Linked DNA regions of Macaca fascicularis: region 2 is linked to region 1. Evidence: chromatin contacts called from public Hi-C data. All regions are on one chromosome and are shown on one strand. The core of a region is the stretch at or near the end of the contact, and the rest is flanking DNA. Distances in the headings are between cores, read along the strand shown. Region 1 holds the start of RGS16 (regulator of G protein signaling 16). Region 2 holds the start of NPL (N-acetylneuraminate pyruvate lyase).

Evidence for each region. A called contact is a pair of places that touch in the nucleus more often than the background predicts.
Region 2: a Hi-C map of liver shows a contact between it and region 1, with 6 times the contacts expected there. The contact joins the promoter of NPL here to the promoter of RGS16 in region 1. A contact is called at or near these places in 2 of 2 Hi-C or Micro-C datasets (liver and skeletal muscle).

Annotation. Positions count from the first base shown.
Region 1 is chr1:40,139,820-40,146,214 of T2T-MFA8v1.1, forward strand. It overlaps RGS16 (regulator of G protein signaling 16), which reads right to left and starts at 1,254. Exons shown (of 5, transcript XM_005540174.4): 1 at 1,082-1,254; 2 at 96-206. The coding sequence starts at 1,125. LOC123573941 (a long non-coding RNA gene) reads left to right here and starts at 1,368. Exons shown (of 3, transcript XR_006698684.3): 1 at 1,368-1,617; 2 at 3,706-3,805.
Region 2 is chr1:40,323,257-40,329,901 of T2T-MFA8v1.1, forward strand. It overlaps NPL (N-acetylneuraminate pyruvate lyase), which reads left to right and starts at 1,940. Exons shown (of 12, transcript XM_065535201.2): 1 at 1,940-2,089. It also overlaps a transcript of LOC135968471 not described here.

The sequences.
Region 1 (6,395 bases), core at 4-2,503:
CCAAGATCCACTTAGTGTGTCCTGGCTTCTCCTTATATTTCCCTCCTTCCCGCTCCCTTCCCTCTCGGAGCCCTGAGCTGGTCAGCAACACTTACTTCTCTTTGCCGTGTTTACTGCCCCACTCGAACTTGCCACTACTCCCAGTATCACAGCCCAGCTCTGATTTGTGAAGAAAGATCCCCAGACGTGTCTTGAACTCTTTGGCTCTGAAAAACAAATCAGGAACATGAAAGGATTCTCATTTGCTCAGCCAGTGTGGAGAGGTTTATGTGTCCCAGAAGAGCTCTGGGTGGTGCCACCCAAAGTTTAGCCTCAAGAGTTCCTGGAAACCCTTGGCTGTTCCCAGGACCCAAATTGTGCTTATCAGCATCATCAACCCCAAAGCAACAAAAGCAATGTTTGAGCTATGCCGTGGTAGACCTTACACTTTCTGGGTAATACACACGCTCATATATGGGCTTTTCCCTAAAGTCACACTGATCTCTCTTCGTGCCTGTTGATTCAGAAAAGAACTCAGCATTCTTTTCAGGAGTATTTCTGAACTGTGGGAAACTGATTCCTGCCTTCATCTTTACGTTTTCCTTCCCAGCCAGTAACGACTGGAAGCTGTTGAGTTGCTCTCTGGAATATGGACACACCCTCAACAGTGGGATCCCCCTGCCCCACCACACCCCACAAAAAAAAAAAAAAAAAAATCTCCCTGCCTTCCAGGGGCAGAGGAGGCAATGCCCCTAGCTCTGGTCTGAGGAATGAAAAACAAGTGCTTAAGCAATAGGCAGGCTCAGTTCTGCCTGGAAATGTCAACGTGGCCTTCCTGCAGCCAGGTCTTCAGCAGGTCACCTGAGCACGACTGCAGTTTGTCAGAGGATGGGGATGGCAGCAAGCAGCGGGCCCTTGCTTCCCTTCCCCTTGCTTTCTCCCTGCTCCTGGAATCTAAGCACGTGGCATCAAGTTCGCCTCTACCTCTCTACTTAAGCCTCCAGCGCCCCATCCCCGCGCCCACCCAGGTCCCCAGGCCTGCCGCTCCACTCCCTAAGAGTTGGTGGGGCTTCCCCCAAGCAGTTGGACAAGCTCCCCTTACCTCTCCAGGCAGGTGGTGGGGAAGGCGGCCAGGGTACGGCACATGGCTGCGGGCGCGCGGCAGCACGTAGCCGGCAGGATGGTGGCAGGCTCCAGGAGGCTCCGCGAGCGCTAGGAAGCAAAGCGCGGTAGCAGGTGCTAATCAACTGGGGTTGGCTTTAGCAGCCTGCAAGCACCCAGACTTCGCGGCCGCTGCTTTAATCCCCTCGGAGGAACGGGGCTGGGCACTGCTGACCAATCGGAGGGCGGGGCTGGACACTGAGAAGGCGGAGGCGGGGCCCACAGCCAGACTGGGCCGGGCGCAACTTTCGCCGCAGCTGGAGCACGCGGAGCTGCACCCTCCCTCCGGAGGACGCCGCGTGTGGAAGGAGAAGCGGCAAGAGAATTGGCACGGGGATGAGACGTGCACACCCGGTTTCCTAGGGAAAAATACCTGCTGACCTCTAGTAACAACAGAAAACTCACGCAGCGGTGTCGTGTTGCAAGAGATTCCACGGGGCTGGTGGGTCTGAGAGGCACACAGGGCTTTGATCGCAGGTAAGTCTGAGCCTGCTGGGTCCTGAAGGACAGGCGCACAGGGTGCAAACCTGGCAAAACAGTTTCTTTCTTTCTTTTTTTTTTTTTTTTTTTTTTTGAGACGGAGTCTCGCTCTGTCGCCCAGGCTGGAGTGCAGTGGCCGGATCTCAGCTCACTGCAAGCTCCGCCTCCCGGGTTCACGCCATTCTCCTGCCTCAGTCTCCCGAGTAGCTGGGACTACAGGCGCCCGCCACCTCGCCCGGCTAGTTTTTTATATTTTTTAGTAGAGATGGGGTTTCACCGTGTTAGCCAGGATGGTCTCGATCTCCTGACCTCGTGATCCGCCCGTCTCGGCCTCCCAAAGTGCTGGGATTACAGGCTTGAGCCACCGCGCCCGGCCAACAGTTTCTAATTATACTGATAAGTACCCTTTACGAGGCTCCTACCCCGATGGACATGGGGCTAAGTAAGATCTTCTTCTTCATCATCATCTCCATTTTATAGTTGAAGAAACCGAGAATCAGAAAGCTAAATAAACTTGCTCAAGATCACAGTTGGAGATGACAGACAAATGGGATAGGGATGAGTATTTTATTGAACACCTACTATGTGCCAGTCACATAACTAAGACTCATATTAAATAACTTGCTCAAAGATGTGCAGCTAGTAGGTGTTGGCTCCAAAATTCAAATGTGAATTTACCATTCTTTTTCCATTGCACCCTCCCCGCTCCCCCCTCTCCCCCGCTCCCCCCTCTCCCCCGCTCCCCCCTCTCCCCCGCTCCCCCCTCTCCCCTGCCCCACACACACCCGCAAAGGTTAGTAATCCAGTCACAGCTATACCTGTGGACGATCCTGGGCTTAGGTAGTTGCTACCTTAGTGTCTATCTCTGAGATAAAGGTAATAAATACCCTGCCTCTCTCCTCACCTGCCCACAAAGGCATTGGGATTGCTATTAAGAGGCTGCATGTGAGGTTAAGAGTACAGGGTCTAGAGTTAGATTTTCAGGTTTCAAGTCATGGCTCTGCCAGGTGACCTGCTGAAGACCCAGCTGCAGGAAGGCCCCGTTGACTGTTAACTGGCTCTGCCAGTTACTGATGGGAGACTAGGCAAACTGCTTAACCTTTCTATGCCCCCATTTCCTTGTCTCTACGAAGAGAACAACTTATTTCATAAGGTGGTTGTGAGAACTAAAGAAATTAATTCTTAGTTTGAGTTCCTAGGAACCAGACTCAGGTCGACACTTGCATGCAGGAGGTTTACTGGGGAGAGTTATCAGAATTAAGAGGGAGTAAAGGAAGCAGGTCTGGGCAGAGGGAGGAGTTGAAGGCCATGCCATTTCAACAGAGACCCCAGCTGGTTCCAGGGAATGCCCTGAAGCTCAGCTGGCCCTTTGGAACTGTCCACTGAAGCAAGAGGACAAGGCCCTGGTAACCCCATAAAGACCATTCATTGCATACAGCTGCCCAAGAAGACCGCCTAATCTTAAGGCAGTGCCCTTTGTCGATCTATTCCTGGAGAGAGACTAACACCCTGGGAAATGATGGCCACAGTCCCCAAGACGTGATCTGGGTGGCACAGCACAGCATCCGCAACAACATATAAGGTGCTTATATGACAGTGCTCAACATGTAGTCAGCACTCAATAAAATGTTATAATAGCTTTCAGTTTTACTTAATAGGGATACTGGGATTGCTAGCAATAAGGAAAAATAGTGAGTTTTTGGTGCCTCTTGGAATACAGTATAGGTTTTTATTTCATAAGAAGCATCTAAGAGTTGCTATTCCCCAGCAAGGCCTGCTCTATGTTCCTGGAAGTCAATGGTCAGAAAAGAGAAACAAGGGAAGAAGAGGTTCCCCACCTAAGAGGGCTTGGTGAGAAGGTTGAGAAAAGGCAGTAAGGGAAGGAAAGGGAAAAAAACACAAAGAGGGAAGGGGAGACTGTGAGGTCGTGGTTGAGCTCTCTGGAGTAACAGAGGCCAAAATCAGAACACACTGCAGGGTCATTTGTCAATGCAGAGTTGCTGCTGAACCAGGGCCTGTAGAAGCTGACCCAGTTAGTCAAAACATAAGCACTCTGCAGAGGTTTTTTGTTTCTGTTTTTTTCAGAGAGGTGATCTTGCTATGTTGTTCAGGCTGGTCTTGAACCCCTGGTTCCTGGGCTCAAGGGATCCTCCTGCTTCAGCCTCCCAAATAGCTGGGACTACAGGTACATACCACCTAACAGAGTTGTTACCCTTCCCAAACCTCTTGGTTGATTGGTGGAGAACAGAGGCAGGCACAGCAGCAGCTCCTTCCTGTGTGGCAAACACACCTGGTAGCAATAACTGAAGCATACCCTGAGAATGGCACTGTATGGCAACATATATGAATGTGTGCTCCAAGCTCGGGAATCCAGAGTAGCCAACCTGGAGATTCATTCCTTGTCTACGAGGAACACCTGAGCCCCCAACCTGGCCCATGGAACACAAGCCATACAGGGAATGGAAGTCCTGAGTTTGGGTTGAATGAAGCTTGCCAGGTGGAAGCTGTTAAGGAAGGGTGCTAAATGGAAATGCTATACAAACTGCATGCCTTTTGCAAACAGTTGCGGTTCTCCTGCTCAGCCTGCTGCTTCTGGGCTATGAAGTTCTCCTGTCCAATCTGCTGATACTGGACTCTCTCCTCTGCATGTCAGCCCCCAGTAAAACCTAATGTCTTGTTTGCTGGCTCTGGGTCTCTTCTTTGGCCTCTTGAACCTGGTGCCATCCCCACGAAAGTCAATAGAGGTTTGGCACAACACTCCTGTTGCAGCACTATCTCAGATGCCAACATCCCACCTTCACCCCGTCTTGCCAACCTAGGCTCTCGTTCTTCCTATCTCACATGTGCAGGGCTGGAATGGTTTGGGGCAGGAATTGGTAATGAGCAAGGATTGGGAGCAGAGCTACGGGGTACAGACAATGGAAGGATGACTTTTTGAACATCTGTGTTTCTCTGGTGCCTTCATCCATCCCAGCCCCATCAGCAGGGCATTCTGCTGGAGGAGTTGGTCAGCCAGGTGAAGGTTGTTTGACCTGGTGCAGCTGAGGCCCCAAGGCATGCTTTTACCACACAGCTGGGATGTGGGTGTTGTCTGTGAGACATCTTTTCTCCATTTGACAAATACGAATTGATGGGTGGATCAAACCCAGGTTCACCCTCAGTAGCGCTGTATTTGAATCAGCCTGTACATGGTCATGTGACAACAATAAAATAATTACTTGGAAATCTCAAACCTTTCCATCCTTTCTGCATCCCTGCAAGTAGCCAGAAGTTTTAATTTCCATTTTGCCTATACACAACAAAACTAAGAATACCTGAGGCACTCTTAGTTAAGTGTACTGGAACTGGAAATAGCTGGAAATTGGACTGTCTCCCAATTCCTGAGCTAGTACTTTCTCCTGCTCTGATAAAGAAAGCAAAATAAATGGTGCCAGGAGCGGTGGCTCACGCCTGTAATCCCAGCACTCTGGGAGGCTGAGGCAGGCAAATCACCTGAGTTCAGGAGTTCGAGACCAGCCTGGCCAACATGGCGAAACCCAGTCTCTATTAAAAATACAAAAACATACCCAGGCATGGTGCGGGTGCCTGTAATCCCAGCTACTTGGGAGGCTGAGGCAAGAGAATCACTTGAACCTGGGAGGTAGAGGTTGCAGTGAGCCGAGATCGCTCCATTGCAAAAGAAACAAAGGAATTGATGCACAGTGCACAGACCAGCAAATCTGAGAGCACAGAGCTCCCTACTCTAGAGGAACGACCCTCTCCGACTTCAACCTGCCTCTTTGTTGCCATGGTTACCTGTTCAGTTTCCAGGCAGAAACTTTTTGAAGTTCACAATTTATCCCAAATTCTCTTCCCAGCAGGTCGGTTCATATCTGCAGTTTCGGTAATGCAGGATGACTCGACAGTTGCTGTAAATCCAGCAAGTTGAGCTCGCTTATGAATTGCACTGGCTTTGACAAAACCTGACCTCATTTTTGCCCAGCACTCCCAGAGCAGCTGTGATCTCTTTAATGGATGGCAGCATGGGGGCATGGCTCTGCACCCTGGGTCATCCGGGGTCAGCAGTCTGGGCAAAGCTGTGGTCAAGATTAAATGTCCCACAGCGTCCCAGCCATATTGCCTTTCATCTCCTTCAGCTCCCAGCCCCCAGCACTACCCTTTCCATGGAGGCAGAAGTCTAGGTGGGGATCTTTGTCTACTGAAAATGGTAAGGGGAAATGAGAACACTTCCTCCATTTTTCTGATCCAGCTCAGATGATCCCCACAGTGGTCTAGGTCCTCCAAATTCCATCATCAATCTACATATTTCTTGTGTAGAAAGCAATCACATACATATTTCTTATGAATTTACTATATTCCCAAGTTGGTGGGAAAACAATAGCTTTTAAGACTCTTCCCTGAATTCAAGGACCTTATGATCTAGCTAAGGAAACAGAACTGCATGGTGGGGAGCAGGGAAAATGAAAGGAAATTATTGTTTGTCACAGAAACAGATGTCAAGGGAAGAGGCTGATCAGAGAGGATTGACAGCATTGAAAAAGAAGTGATGGAGCCATGGTAGCCAGTGAGAAGCAGGAGAGGTAGAAGGAGGCATCAAAGTGAAAGAAACAGGAAAAGCTATTATCATTTGCAGGTACAGCAAAGGTGCAGAAAGACTAAGGAATTTATTAAATGCTGCAGAAGCACTTAGGGTTGTGGGACACAATTGGATGCCACTTTTAGATTTAAGAGCATATCCTGAGGCAGCTGAATGAGGAGGCAGTGATCACCTCCAG
Region 2 (6,645 bases), core at 690-3,189, 180 kb after region 1:
GACATACATTTGTTTTAAATAAAGGAGAGTTGATGGTAGTAATATTTCCAAATCTCACCCTCTTGGCCTGCACATGGATAGACACTATGTCCTACACTGTGGGAAAAACAAGGAATAGGACATGATGCCTGCCTCGAACACCTTGCAGTGGAGTTGGGGGCAAGAAATAAAAGCACGAAAAGTAATGATGATTAAATAATACTATATAATAATAGAAGAAATCTCACAGAGCCTGCCACTTATCAGAAGAGGGTTAGAGGCCTGCAGCTCAGCACTGAGCCTTTTGATGCCTCTCTTCTAAGCCCTACTCATTGTCTGATATTTACCTTGGCTGTGACCTTCCCCAGTAAGACGTTTCTGGAACACCCTCCTGCCTCATCTCACACACACACACACACACACACACACACACACACACACCCCACCCCTTTCAGCCCAGATTAGAGCTCAGAGTTCCTGTAATATCTCTGTACGGGTCTATCACTGCATTTACCATATTTTAAGAGAACGATATCTCCCCGACACTTCACAGTATAGGCTCTGAGTTTCATAAGGGCACAGAGTGGATACTCTAAGAATGCAGTGAGATTCTCCCTACTCCATGCTCCTTTCTTCCATCTTTCGTTCACGGATGTCAGCCCTACATCAGTCTGCAGGATGTTCCTGTCTGCTCCAACTCCCTCCCCCAGTAAGTCTCTCACACATCTAATCCCATCTTAGCATCTGCTTCTTGGCAAACACTAACAAATTATTATAAGGAATTACCTTGCACTACCATATTTATACAAAAAAGCAGTTTGTTCATGCATTTAGAATATTGGTTTGTTGGTTGACAATGTTAAGCCTAATGACCTATACCTTTTGGGTACTGACACACTTAATTTTGCACTTATTAAAGTGTGACTTTCCAAAAACAAACAAAAAAAAAACTTTCATTGTATCATTAGGATATGGTATAAGACTTGTTAACATTACAAAAAAAAAAAAAACCAAAACCAAAAACCATGCTGTAGCCTTAGGAGAACTTGCTTCATGTATCTAAGGGTTTTTCTTTTTCTTTCCTTTTTGTATTTATTTATTTTTTTCCTGCAGGATAACATAGTGTTAAAAGCACAAGCTTCTGGACTACTTGAAATCAAACCACAGCTTAATCAGCTCTATGGCCTTTGGCAAATTACTTCAACTCTTTAAACCTGTTTCTGATCTGTAACATGGAATGATCCTTGCTCATCTGTAACATACACATTTATAAAACAGGACCCACCAATGGGGTTATTTTAGGAATTAAATTTTAAAACGGCTAGAATGGTGCAGGCTGAGTAAGCACTGAACACAGTACTTATTAGCTATTATCTCTGGTGCTCTGTGCCATGCAAGAACTATTAGAATACATTTAAAAGCATTTTGCAAACTGGAAAGCCCTTTTAACAATTTAGTTTCTCTAAATGTAATAATAAGCATCAGCCATCTCCTTTTACAGAAAATTGAGGTGGAATCACATCAGCAAGAGAAGACTGAGGACTTGTCTCTGGCTCTGTTCCTGATTTATTAACACAGTACATGATCCTAGAATAACAGACTCCTGATATTCCTGAAAGTAGAGGCGGTTGGGTTAAAAATACTTTTCCCTTTCAAAACTCTTTCAAATATTCTCCAAAAGAAGCCAGAAAAGCTCCTGTATGAGTAGATAATTCACTTTAAAATTCGCTCATCAATCCTTAACACGAGAGTCTGCAGGGCTGGTGCAGCGGCGTCAGCCGGAAGAGAGCTGAACGCCGATGGGCAGTTGGGGTGTCTCCGCACGCCTCGGAAACAGCAGCCCAAACCTCACAACGCAGAACCACGAGATAGCGGGGATTGCAGAGCCCTGCGCAAAAGAAGGAAAATTAAGACGCAGCGGAGCCCGGGAGGTGTCCGCACGCGGGAAGGACTGGCCTGCAGACGAGGCAGGGAGAGGTTTGCACTCAGCGTGGCGCGGGTGAGCGGCGTGCTCTCGGGCACCCGGCTGCCAGTTCGGATGCTCGCGATCCTCGGAGAGCCGGGGAGCTGCGCCGGAGTCACTTCAGCCTACGTTGTTCAGGTGACACCGGGGAAGAGCAGACTCCGGGTGTGCAAAACGTTTCGGGGTTTCGGGGCTTCGGGGCCGGCGGTTCCGGGCGCACCTCGCGGGCGGCGGCGCAGAACTACAACCCCCAGGCTCCCCGGCGTGGCGGCACGTGGGCCCGGGACGGGAGGCAGCGGATATAAAGCGCGGCGGCCCCTGCGGGGCGGAGCGGCGGCACGGACGGAGCGGAGGCCTGGTGGGGGGCGCGGCCCGCGACTGCGCGGGCGAGGACCGACGGACGCAGACGGCCAGACAACCTGGGCGTTTCGGTGGAGGGGCGCCGGGGCCTGACTCGCGGGTGGGTGAAACGGTGGCGGACTCAGAGGAAAGGGGGAAGGCAGATACGCTAGGAAACAGAGCTGGGAAAGGTGTGAATGCGAGAAGTGTGGGGATAGACCAGGGCAGAAGGACCCACCTCCCCGGATTGTTTGCAGACAGCATATCTGCCGGGTATCCGAAGGTCCTTTCCTCAAAAATAGAGTTAGCAATTGAGCGGAAGGGAGCTTAAAGTTAAATCTGATACATCCCCCCTTCACTTTAGGAGAAATTAATGGTTTTCTGCTTTTAAAAGAAAATCCCTATTTGTATTTCCTCTTCTCTGAGTACCTGTCGCTTAAGATATTCTCTGCCGGGAGGTATATTCTACCCCCACTTTCTGTCTCTTGAAAAAACAACTTTGCCATTTGAAAAATAATTTGACTTAGGCAGCTTTAATTCTTTGCACTAAGTGTTCTTATCTGTGGATGGAGGTATAAGATTTCAAGAGTAATACCCCCTCCCAATGTTTCAATAATAATATTCTAAATTCACGTTAAGCCTTAGGCTGGAGAACATTTGAACCATTCTCTTTAGCTACTAGCTCTGAAAACTTCAAAGCATAACATTCCCAAGTTTATCTAAAACTTGAATCTTAAAAATATTGGTAATTCTGTGTTACGCTTCAAAGTATAACATTCCCAAGTTTATTAAAAACTTGAATCTTAAAAATACCATTCTCTGGTAAAGACTTTTTTTTTGTTGTTTTTGCTTTTGTTGTTTAAAGACAGAGTCTCTTGTCGCCCAGGCTGGAGTGCAGTGGCACGATCTCGGCTCACTGCAACCGCCACCTCCCGGGTTCATGCGATTTTCCTGCCTCAGCCTCCTGAGTAACTGGGACTACAGGCGCGCACCACCACGCCCAGCTAATTTTGTATTTTTAGTGGAGACGGGGTTTGGCCATGTTGGCCAGGCTGGTCTGGAACTCCTGACCTCAGGTGGTCTGCCTGCCCCGGCCTCCCAAATTGCTGGGATTACAGGAGTGAGCCCTCACACCGGCTAAAGTCGTTTTTGTCCCATTTCTTCTTGTAGGCATTTCACAGTTTGCAAAGGCAGCAAACTTTTACTTGTTTAGTGTATTTGCTCTGTGCAAAGAAATTTTCGAAGCTGTCATTGCCCCCAGATGGCAGACAGTCTAGGAGAGGAGCCGAAACCACCCTGCTTAATAACTCTGATGTAAGGTTTTTAATGAAAAGCCAGCGTTTGGGGGAATTCTGAGGTTTAAGAAATTATTTTCGGCTCGGGTACCAGGGAGTCCCCTGGCTTTTAAAATGAGGTTTTTTGTTTTGGTTTTGTTTTGTTTGTTTGTTTTTGTTTTTAAGCTATAGCTGCTGGAATGGATAAAGTGAGCTTTAAAAGCTGGTCAGACTGAAAAGATTGAAGTGAGGAACAAAGGCAAGCAGACAGACAGTGAAAGGTAGGTAGGAGGAACAGCAAACAGAACGCTGGGCAAGTGCAGTGCAGGCATGAAGATTTGAACAGAGACCCAGACCCCAGGGAGCTGGGTCTTTAGCCTACTAGCATTTTCTAAACAGGACAAAGACAAGACCAGGAATGCTGGTTTTAGTGGAAGATTAACCTGACAGCTGGTGTGGATTGAAGAGACGAGGGATTAGGACAGTGATTCCTAACCCCTATCCTACACTCCCACGGACCCTGTGTTTTGAATTTTTGAACTAATCAAACTACATTTGTGGTAATTAGTTTTATTTCTTTCCATCAAAGACACACATAAAACTGCCAATTTGAGCTTCTCATGAATCTAAGAACACCAGTGTTACTGTCCTTAGTGTGAAATAAATGCAGGCAAAAGCACAAGACTATGGAGTTTTATTTAGCCCAAACAGCCTAGTAGTGTTGGATTTAGGAGATGTTTAATGCTGACTCAAGCTCTCAGGACTCTTATCACTTGAACCTTCTTGGGCTCCATGGACCTGGGGTTTTGCCTATTTGTCTAGATAAGCGGTAACAAAGAGGCAAATTATAAAGTCATAAGGAGGAAAGGAGGAATAGCAGAGGAAGAAGATAACAATTGAAATGACTTAGTCCCTAAATAGACAAGAGTAGTGAGGGTTGGAAAGGAGGCACCAGCAGAGCAAAGATAACTGGGAAGATGATGCTGGTAAGGGCATGATAGTATTTCCTACTGTCCTATACACATCAGGCAAGACTTCATGGAGGGCACTGAACATGTACTCACTATGTGTCTAGCATTGTTAATTACTTTACATGAATTAGTTCATTTAATTCTCTCAACCCTATGAAATATAATTAGTATTATCCTCATTTACAGAAGGGGAAACTGAAGCAGAAAGAGGTTACTTAATGGGCTCAAGGTCACCTACCTGGTAAGTGGTAGAGCCAGGATGCAGATCCATGAGGTCTGACTCCAGAGCTGGCCCTCTCGCCCCTCTACAATAAGGAACAAAGGAGATGGCAGGTTCCCTTTTGGCATGTTAAGTCGAGATGCTTGTAGGAGTGTTAGGTGAAGATAGACAGCAGGCATAGCATCAATCTTCTTTGATGCTTAAACATCCCTCCCAGCGGGGAGATGGCCTAGGTTATGGGCCTTAAGGCTCAGAGGCTAAGTGGCATGCTTTTGGACCGAGGGTGGTCACATGAAGCTCAAAGAGTGATTAGAGCCACATCTTATGATTTCTTATCTTGTGTTTTCCCATGGGCCAGGTTATTGGATTTATCTTTCTGAACTTCCAATCTGATTTTAGTCTCATGTTTGAACTAGGAAATACAGAGCAAAGCTACATGCAGGACTTGATTTTAGGAGCAACAGCAACTATTGCTGGGAACATGTCTGTTTGCAAGGAAAGTATCATGTTGTCTTTCTACTGAAAGTAGTCAGTGTTACTCAAGGGCTTACCTGAGCCAAGACTTGGGGAAGAAAAATAGAAGGTATGGTCGCTGTACTTCAGAAGTTTGTTCTCCTATTTGGGAAGATAAGATGAACAATTAGAAGAGCAAACAAAATAAGATAGCTCATAACTAAGTACTACATTGTGTGGATTAGATTTAAGTATAGTGGGCATTGGGTTTTTGAATGTGCCAGTAATGTCAGAACTATAGCATAACCCTTCTTGTTGGTCACCTATAGACATCTCTTTATTTGCTACAAGGCCACTGTCTTTTGTAGAATTGTCATCAAATACTATCTGATTATATTTTATTTTCATTTTCAATTGTTAGACATTAAATTTGTGGTTTGGAATTGCATTTGTGGCTTTTTATGTCTTACGGCTCAGAAAACAATAATGCTTCTATAACTAGCAAATGTCAGAGCTGTGAGTTGAACCAGGTGGTCTGCCTATGGAACCCAGGCTGTTAACCAGTCTGCTCTGTTGCTTCTTGTGGCCCATCCAGAATCTTTTACACTGATTATGGGCAGGTACACTCTCTGCCAGATGGTGAGAGATCCTTTGGCCCCAAATGAGTGGTGTGAGGTTGATTCAGCAGTGAGCTCCCCGTCTGCGGAAGCCATCGTCCAGCCACAGTCTGAACACCTCGTTCAGTCACCCACATACTCTTCTCTCTTGAACACCTGGTGTCAAGCAGAGGGCTCACTGCAGAGAGCAAAGGCAAATGAAACATCCCTGTCCTGGGAGCCTGCTCTAGTAGGGAAGAGGAAGGTGTTAATATGCAGTCTACATGGTTAACTAGAACTAGGAAAACTGGACAAAACTGGGCAAAATTAGGATATGAAAAGTTAGGTAAATCTGAAGGTAGTTATGTAAATCAAGATGAAACCTTAAGACAGTCAGGTTTGTTTTAGGTGAGATTCTAAGAATGAAGACAGTGGAAAGAGAAAATGTCCCCTTTTATGACCATATTTCAGTTTAAGTAATAGTACAGTTGACCCTTGAATTACATGGGTTTGAAGTGTGCAGGTCCATTTACACAGATTTTTTTCAACCAAATGCAGATAGAAAATCAGTATTTGCAGGATGCAGAATTCTCATATGCCAGGCTGGGGCTGACTGCGTGACTTAAGTAGGCATGGATTTTGGTATACATGGGGGTCCTGGAACCAATTTTCTGTGTATACTGAGGCATGACTATAATTCACTGTATGTTTTACTTACCTGAGTTAGGTTCAAGCTCTTTCTTGGGTCTGCTCCTGTTTACCTCTATCCTTTGAGGATTTAGATTGCTTCCATCATCTGTGTAGATAAAATGGGAGGCTGTCCACATAGTATTTTCTCAGGTCTACCCTC